2 separate regions of the Mus musculus genome follow, and region 1 is linked to region 2. A link is a contact called in public promoter capture Hi-C data. All regions are on one chromosome and are shown on one strand. Each heading gives the region's core, a stretch centred on a gene start, on an enhancer-like site or on the middle of the called end of the contact. The rest is flanking DNA. Distances are from core to core; before and after follow the strand shown. Region 1 overlaps Pdpk1 (3-phosphoinositide dependent protein kinase 1). Region 2 holds the start of Prss21 (protease, serine 21).

Evidence for each region. Promoter capture Hi-C pulls out the DNA fragments that hold promoters and counts their contacts.
Region 1: a contact with region 2 is called in a promoter capture Hi-C map of cranial neural crest. The contact joins the enhancer-like site here to the promoter of Prss21 in region 2. A contact is called at or near these places in 9 of 39 promoter capture datasets (the 3T3-L1 cell line, the C10 cell line, the HPC-7 cell line and 5 more), 1 of 15 datasets of contacts at CTCF or cohesin (the NIH/3T3 cell line) and 1 of 484 Hi-C or Micro-C datasets (embryonic stem cells).

The regions. Positions count from the first base shown.
Region 1 is chr17:24,118,843-24,123,453 of GRCm38.p6, forward strand. All of the region lies in intron 1 of Pdpk1 (3-phosphoinositide dependent protein kinase 1), which reads right to left. Among named protein-coding and RNA genes, the nearest start is that of Gm33409, 20 kb to the right of the region's middle. Within about 2 kb of position 2,634, at least 13 of the 459 cell types and tissues checked have an H3K27ac peak or open chromatin away from gene starts, as enhancers often do.
Region 2 is chr17:23,866,713-23,871,335 of GRCm38.p6, forward strand. It overlaps Prss21 (protease, serine 21), which reads left to right and starts at 1,360. Exons shown (of 6, transcript NM_020487.4): 1 at 1,360-1,485; 2 at 1,587-1,613; 3 at 1,904-2,069; 4 at 2,647-2,930. The coding sequence starts at 1,383.

The DNA of each region.
Region 1 (4,611 bases), core at 1,384-3,883, 250 kb after region 2:
AATAAACTTTTCTTTGAAGGTACTTAGCACTTCAATATAAATCAACACAAAACTATATGTCTCTGCTGCTGACACATGTCTGAAGCCATCAGCATGTTGTGGGAAAGTAAAAAAATGCTCTGAAGCCTGAGCTAAGCCAATCTGGCATCAGTTTTATAGGCAAGAAATAGGAGGCTCCAGCAGTCAGAAGCAGGGTACATATTAATGAAATGCAGAATTACAATGGGTGGCCCTAGAAGAACTGGGGGATGGCACTCTACTTGAAAACACACCACAGAGCAGCACTTTTAGTAAATACCACCATCTACTTCCAACCAAAGAGCCCCAGGATTCTGCTTCCTTCACCCTTGGGTACACCTCTCTTAGCAGGCACTGCATTATTTACACAGCTCACAGTATGTCATCAACTCCACAGCCCCAGAAAACTCAAGAGTTAGGATCTTTAGCTGGGTGATTTTTACAAGGCCAATATGGTTGCACCTCCCTCAATGCTGTCCTAACATGCAACCATCACTATGGTTTTAATGACTGACTTTACTTCTGTAGTAAAAGGTAATGATAGTTGCAATATCACATTTTAAAGCATCAGCTACGAAATGGAATGCCTGAAGAAAAAAGCCTTCAAGTGTAGAGTCTACATGCTTATTGTACTACAGCTGTTATTAGAAACAGCATATCTTGTATCATTTTTAGGTGGGTGATTAAGCATCATACATAGCTCTTTCAGACTGTTACCACAGTCTGTTAAGACACGCACTGCCCAGAGGGCCACATGCCAAGGGGGCCCTGCTGTCTTCAGAAAACCTAGCTGATTTGGGTCAGGCGGTGAGTCACCCCCTTGAGGTATAGCCCCATCAACTTTGCTGCCAATATGATAACCCAAAATCATGGTAAGCTAACGTTTCTGGTTACTCAACAAATTTTGAAATTTAAAGCAACAAAAAGCAAGTCTACTATCCCTCTTCTCTCTGGAAGTCAGAGCACCTCATTCACCACAGCTGGGTGTACATATGTGCCCCTAGCACTTAACAGTATCACCAGCAGTTTGAGCAAATCAGTCTGGGTAAAACTACATTTCAAAGACAAACAATAATAAAAAATCTCTAATTTCAGCATTCCAGAGGCAGAGGCAGATGGACCAGGACCAAGCCTGGTCTACATAGAGAGTTCCAGGACAGCCAAGGCTATACGACAAGATCTCATCAAAAGCAAACAAAACAAGCAAGCAAGCAAGCAAACAAACAAACAAACAAAAACACCTCAAGGCTGGAGAGATGACTCAGCAGTTAAGATCACTGGCTGCTTGCTCTTCCAGAGGATCCCAGTTTGATTCCCTGCATCCATATTGTGGCTCACAAAGATCTCTGACCCGAGTTCTAGGAAATCCAACAGATGTACATATGGTGCACATATATGCACACAGGGAAAATATTTATACACATAAAAATAAATAAACCAGCCAGGCAGTGGTGGTGCACGCCTTTAATCCCAGCACTCTGGAGGCAGAGGCAGGCAGATTTCTGAGTTCGAGGCCAGCCTGGTCTACAGAGTGAGTTCCAGGACAGCCAGGGCTACACAGAGAAACCCTGTCTTAAATAAATAAATAAACAAGCAAACAAACCTATGCCTGTCCTACAGACACCTTGTTGTTTCCAGAACCACATTCTCAGCCAGGTGGTGGTTGTACATACCTTTAATCCCAGTACTAAGGAGGCAGAGGCAAGTGAATTTCTGTGAGTTTGAGGTCAGCCAGGTCTAGAGAGTGGGTTCCAAGACAGTCAGAGCTACAGAGAAACCCTATCTCGAAAAACAAAAGAAACAAAATAAAAACCCTAATTCCTAGTCACTCACTTTTGCAATTAAGAATGGAAGCTTCAGCTAGACATGTTGGCACATGCCTTAATTCCCATAACTTGGGAAGCAGAGACAGGTAGATCTCTGAGGTCTCTAGGCCAGTCAGGTCTCAGGATACATTCCAAGATAATCAGGGCTACAGAGATAAACCCTACCACAACCACCACTCCCATCACCACCAAAAGGAGGAGGAGAGGGAGGAAGAGGAAGAGGAAGAGAAAGAGGAGGAACAGGAGCAGCAGCAGGAGCAGCAGCAGGTTCAGCCTGCCTCACTGGCAATTTCATACCAGATATGGACAAGTCAGTGTGGCACCTCCCCTCCTGGAGTCTCCTACCTACTATGCCTTGGTATCCTGGTTCTAAGTGAACTGGTAGAATACACTTGACGTTCTCTGAGGACTTGCAACTGGTCAGACACCCCCCACCCCAAGTACTGAGTTCAACCATCTCACTCTCAGGAAGCAGAAACTCTGAGCCAGTGAGATAGCTCAGTGGGTAAAGGTGCTTGCCATATCAAACCTGATGACCTTACTTTGATGTCCCCAGAACCCACATAGGAAAGAGAGAATCGACTCCTACAAGCTGTCCTCTGAGTTTTACCCATCTAAGCACAAGCCAAGAATTCTGAGTGCTTGTGAGAAAAGAAACCATGGCAAGAGTCTTCTGACTACAGTTTCTTCAATAGCCTGGAATTATTCTTGGAATGTGTTTGTCTCCTCCGGATACAAGTGAGTTGACTCCAGCTGTTGTTATTCATTATGTCCATACAGAAAAACCTGGTTTTGCCATGTGCGGTTTTTGTACTTGTGATTGTACACTTTGCTCAGGTGACTCCTCTTAACTCTGAATAAAGTTGGCAATTGCATGAGACTTTAGTCCACTTCATTTTTAGGCTCTGCTCTCCCAGATTCATGTACCTGAGCAGAACAGGAAATACACCATATGCTATGGCACATGTTTGTTCACATACACAAAAGTAGTAAAAAAAATTTAAATAGAAATTCATGGAAAATTAATGAGATACTTTTTTTTGTTTCTTTGGTTTGGTTTGGTTTTGGTTTGATTTGGTTTTTTGAAGCAGGGTTTTTCTCTTTGTAAGCCTGGCTGTCCTAGAACACACAGAGATCTACCTGCCTCTGTCTCCCAAGTGCTAAGATTAAAGGCATGCACTACCATGCCTGGTGACATATTCATTCTTAGATGAAAATACAGAGGGTCATGGGAATGAAAAGATGGCTCACCACTTAAGAGAACTGGATGCATTTTTAGGATACAGGCTTGGTTCCCAGCACCCATATGCTGGCTCACAACCACCTAACTCCAGGTCTAGGGGATCTGTTGCCCTCTTCTGGCCTCTGAGGGTACCAAACATGCATGTAATACATAGACATACATGTTGGCAAACTACTCCTGTGTCCACCAAAACCAGACTCAATAGAAGAATGCAACACATTGCTCTGCTGAGTGTTTTAAGAAATTATCAATCTATGAAGCAGCTCAAAATTGCTAAACGTAACAAACATTTGATCAGCAAACACACTGATACAAACAAATATGAAGGCAAAAGAAAACAAATAATTGGCGGGTTTCTTCTCTGCCTTATCTCAAGTCACATATCAGAAGTTTTCTGGAGCTTCAGACAGTAGCTTCACTAACCCTCTGGTAGAGACTAATTTCTAGGTACATAAAGGCTTATTTTTGCTAACTGTAGAACCATACATTGGTAAAGCACCTCAGTCCCTAAATACCTGGTAGGTAGCAAGTTAACCATGCATGGGCAGCCTGGTCTGCCCAACGAGAGAGGCTTGGGTAGTGATGTTCCTGAACAAGATGGTTCTCAGGTATTTAAAAGGAAAAAAAAAAAAATCAGGTCAGTCATGACAGCCCATGCCTTTAATCCTATTGAAGGCTACTTCCCTAGCATAGCTATAGTCATTTTGTTCCATGCCTGTCAGCTATTTCATATTGTTACGGTAATATGCCTGCCAGTCACTGACACAGAACAGGGTCAGGTTGACCACATACATACCCTGTTGTGTTCTGAGGTTTGTTAATCTTAAGAAATTTCACAACTATCGGCTTCACATAGGACCCATCAACGGTCAATCTGAACTGTTACTTCTTTTTTTAAAAAAAGATTTATTTATTTTTTATTTATATGAGTACACTGCAGCTGTCTTCAGACACACAGTAGAAGAGTGCACCGGATCCCATTACAGATGGTTGTGAGCCACCATGTGGTTGCTGGAATTGAACTCAGGACCTCTGGTAGAGCAGCAGTGCTTTTAACCACTGAGCCATCTCTCCAGCTCCAACTGTTATTTCTAAAATGGCTTGAGTCAGGGCTGACCACCAGGTAGCACTTCTAGCACCTGTGTATGAGCTCATTGTAGTTTTGTGGTTTTGGCCTCTATAAGCTGGCCCTGAGAAATATTCAGCTCAAAGCTTTTAGCTGTTGCCCTTGTTGATCAATCTTTAGGTATGTGTTCAATAAACCATCCCTGTCTGACTGAGATTGGTGTTCATGTGGTTTGTGAGACAACTCCAGACCCCCAACAAATCCCAAAACTCAGGAGGCAGAGGCAGGTAGATCTCTGAATTCAAGACCAGCCTGGTCTAAATACAGAGTTCCAGTCAAGCCAACAGTTTATAGTAAGGCCCTTTTTCAAAAGAAGGAAGGAGGGTTCATCAATTATACAGCCACTCTAAGGAGAATTTTTTTTTATCCATGTGCAACTTTGGGGGGAAACAAGACAA
Region 2 (4,623 bases), core at 110-2,609:
AAAGAAACGGTGAATGGTATGGATCTAACCATTTAACCTAGTCTGATTGCTGCACCATGTCTGCATGTACTAAGCCCATGCTAGCCAGGCATGGCACCGTATGCCTTAAATCCCTGGTTTTGCCTCTCCGATATGGACATGTAAATGGTTGCGCATGCACGTGTGGAAGCCCGTGCACACACACACACACACACACTCACAAGCAATTTTTTTTTTCAGAGAAAATAAACTGAACATGGTGACATATGGCTTTAGTCTCAGCACTCATGAGGCAGAGGCAGGAAGATCAATGTGACTTCAAGACCAACATGTTCTACATAGAGAGTTCCAGGACAGACAGAGCTATTGTAGTAAGACTCTGCCTCAAAACCAACCAACCAAACACCCCATAAAACAAACAAACAAACAAACAAAAGCAAAACAAAACAAAACCCTAAAACCAAACAAGCCCCACAAAAAAGGAGAAAAATAAATGTTTAATTAAAAACTTTCTCTCTGCTGGGTGGTGGTAGCGCACGCCTTTCATTCCAGCCAGGATGCAGGCAGATCTCTGTGAGTTCCAGGCCAGCCTGGTCTACAGAGTGAGTTTTTGGATAGTCAGGGCTATGCAGAGAAACCCTGTATGGAAAAACAAAATAATAATATCTCTTCATAATCTTTTGATAGTCTTAAAATCTTTTGATAGTCTTTACGTGTGTGTGTGTGTGTGTGTGTGTGTGTGTGTGTGTGTGTGTGTGTGTGTGTGAAGAAATTCTAGGAGGCACATGTCTGTAAACCTAGTCGAATCATAGACTTGTGTCCAGTGTGGGATGCAAAATAAATCACTGACTCGAAAAGAAAAACAAACAACGACAAAACCAACAAAGATAGAGAACAAGAAAAAAGAAAAGAAACTATATTTAAAAAGACGCGACAAGGAGGAAGGCTATTAAAGAGAAGCAGCAGTAGCCGAAGGCGGCAGGGCTCAGGGCTGGCCTGCTAAGGGAGAAAGCACAGGTGCCTCGGTTTTGCCAATATAGTCCTGTGAAGGAGCAAGTTCTTGGCTGATCCCAACAGGGACAGGCCTCAGAAGTATTACTCATGGACCTAACTGAGGGGATCTCTGGCTAAGCTTGATCCTGAAGGAAGTCGTGGGCAGGGGGCAGAAGGCAACAGGGGAGGCAACCGCCACCCACTGAGCTCAGAATACACAAGGACTGCTCCCGTTCACTAAGGTTGCTGTGCCATACCAACAGCTATAATGGATGCCCTGGAAGACAGTGTTAGGACACCACGGTCCCCAGACAATCCTTGGGCCTAGGGATTGGCGTCTTCTTCAGAGTGGGCGCGGGCCTGGCGTAGCAGGAAGTAAGAGGGGGTGCCAGGTGGCAGGAGAGGTGGCCATGGGCGCGCGGGGCAAGACGTTGGTGCCACTGCTGGTGGTTGTGGCGACTGCGGCGATGGCCTTACAGTCAACCTATTTGCAGGTGGATCCTGAGAAACCCGGTGAGCTGCTCTGGGGGTACTGTTGTGAGACTGGGGGCAGTGACAGGCAGATGGGGAAGTGAGGGCGAAGTGTCGCTTATTCTTCTCTCCCTTCCACCCAGAACTGCAGGAACCCGACCTATTGTCAGGTAAGGTGCTCAGAACGTGTTTTCCTGCGTGGTGGGCCTGCGTCGGGGGTGCACCTCAAGTATTCCTCTCCTTTGCCCCAGGATCGAGAACTCAACTGTGTTTGATAATAACGCACACCCCTGCCCCGGGGTGGGGGTGTTGGGGGCAGGTGCACACCGATCATATGGAGGGTGTCCCAGCAGACCCTCAGGAAGTCCCTCCCTTTCCTTGCCCGTGGCTTAAAAAGTGTCAGTGGTGGTGGGTGGGAGGGGAAAAAAAAATCTCTGCTCCGGTCTGATCCTCCTCACAGGGCCCTGCGGTCACAGGACCATCCCTTCCCGTATAGTGGGTGGCGATGATGCTGAGCTTGGCCGCTGGCCGTGGCAAGGGAGCCTGCGTGTATGGGGCAACCACTTATGTGGCGCAACCTTGCTCAACCGCCGCTGGGTGCTTACAGCTGCCCACTGCTTCCAAAAGTGAGTCTGGAGTCAAGCCTGGGCAGCTGAGGGGTGGGAAGGTTAGTAACCTTGGCCCTGAGTTTGACACCTGGGTAAGCTTTTTAGTGCAGCCTCAGGAGTAGCTGAAATGGGTTAGATCTGTAAGATTTACATTACTGCCCCTGAAAGGGAATCCTCTTCCAGTTCTTCTAGAATGTTCTTTCAGGACATTCTCATTCCCTTTGAGTGCTTTGACTGCTCTTTTTTTCCTTCAAGTCCTTCCCAAATATCCCTACACTAGTCCCCACACTTGCTCAGCTCCTTTGGGGACTACAGCTCCTTTGGGGGCTCCCCTAGGCTGACTCACCTTCTGTCTTTAGGACTACTCCAACAGACACAGGACCACTGGGGTAGCCACTCTTCTGCTTCTTCACTCAGTGCCCGGGAGCAAGGGCTCTCTTGCCCAGCCTCTCTGGGTTCTGTGGCCCCTATAGGAGGCTTTTTGGCCCATAAGGACTGGGCAGTTATGCTAAGGATGAACGTGAGGTAGTCGTCGCCTCAGAGAGAGGCCCAGCTGAGCTCAGGTGGCTTGAACTGCTCTCTCCTTCTCTGTCAGGGATAACGATCCTTTTGACTGGACAGTCCAGTTTGGTGAGCTGACATCCAGGCCATCTCTCTGGAACCTACAGGCCTATTCCAACCGTTACCAAATAGAAGATATTTTCCTGAGCCCCAAGTACTCGGAGCAGTATCCCAATGACATAGCCCTGCTGAAGCTGTCATCTCCAGTCACCTACAATAACTTCATCCAGCCCATCTGCCTCCTGAACTCCACGTACAAGTTTGAGAACCGAACTGACTGCTGGGTGACCGGCTGGGGGGCTATTGGAGAAGATGAGAGTGAGGCTGGGTACAGACGGGTTGGGGAGAGGGGCACTACCCTAACCTTTCACATTAGCCCTCCCTCCCTGGGCTCTGAGGCCCCACGGAGCCCCCTCTCGCTCACTCAACGTTTTCTTGTTTATTTTCCTTACTTCTGCTTGCAAGAAGGACAGGAGCTAGTCCTTTCCTCCCAGACAGGAACTCAGAGGTGCCAGGGAGGCCTGAAGGGGTGGGGACCTCATAGGGCCTGTAGGATGGCTTCTACAACACAGCTTTTATGATCTACCCACTTTGGCAGGCACCAATCAATCATCAGTGAGAGACAGGAAACACACTCACTCTGCCTGCTCCACCCACCCAAAATTCCGACTGTGCACACTCCTTCTTGGTGCACCCCTGAAATCCCTTTGGAGGTCTAATCACGTGCCTGCCTGCAGCTCAGCAGGAACCCTTGCACAAAGCCCCCACCCCCACCCCAAGGAGCACTGAGAACGGTTTCCCTCTAGGTGCCCTAGCTCTTACATCCTGGAGTGACCCTGCTCAGTTCTCTCTGACCTGGTCCATCTCTGCAATGCCCCCTAACCAGCGTCGTAGTAATAGATTCGGCTCCTTCCCTGCAGGTCACGTGCTTGGCTTGCAGGCTTGGGGACCCTGGTGCATCAAGGCAACGGCATAATTTAAAAAAAAAAAAACTTCATTTTATTTTATTTTTTTTTATATATATGAGTGTTTTGCCTGCAGGTGCGTGTCTCAGATTCCCCTAGAGCTGGAGTTATAGGCATTAGTGAACTGCCATACGGGTGCTGGAAATTGAACTTGGGTCCTTTAGAGCTAGCTCCCTAGCCCAAGAGTGTAGGTTTAAGAAAGGGATTTGAAGTATTTGATTTGATTTGTATGTGTGCACGCATGTCTCAGTGATGTGCGTGTGTGTGCAGATGCCCACAGAGGACAGAAGAGGGTGTGGGATCCCTAGGAGCTGAAGTTAGAGGTGTTTGTGAACCTTTCAGTAATACCGGGATCCTAATTCGTCCTCATGATGGAGAAAGTGTTCTTAACTTCTGAACCATCTCTCCAGCCTCCTTTAGAGGGATTGCATCTATTTATTTTGTTTTAAGAACATTTATTTAAAAAGGCGGAAGGGACAGGCAGTGGTGGCACCTTTAATCCCAGCTCTCAGGTGGCAGAAGTGGGCCTATCTTTTTGAGTTCGAGACCAGCCTGGTTTACAGAGTGAGTTCCAGGAGAGCCAGAGCTACAGAGAGAAACCCTGTCTTGAAAAAAAAAACAAAACAACAGCAAAAAATTTATGTGTGTTTGTGGGCTTGTGTGTTTGTGGGCTTGTGTGTGTGTGTGTGTGTGTGTGTATGTATGTTTACCGCATGCATGCAATTCCTGCAGAGGCTGGTAGAGGGCGTTGGCTCCCTTGGAACTGGAGCTGCAGGTGGTTGTGAGCTCCCTGTGGGTACCGGGAACTGAACCCATGCTCTCTGAAAGGGCTGTAAGTGCTCTTCACTGCCGAGCTGTCTCTCCAGCCCTATGCTTTGTAGGTGATGGGGGTACAATCAATGGCCCATGTGGAAGAGTTGTCCTCTCCTTTTACCATGCGGGTCTTGAGGATCAAAATTAGACCTAATGGCAAGAACCATTACCCACTGAGGAAATTGAGAGCGCTATGGAAAGTGTCCAAGGCCCCAGAACTAGTATCGGAGGCA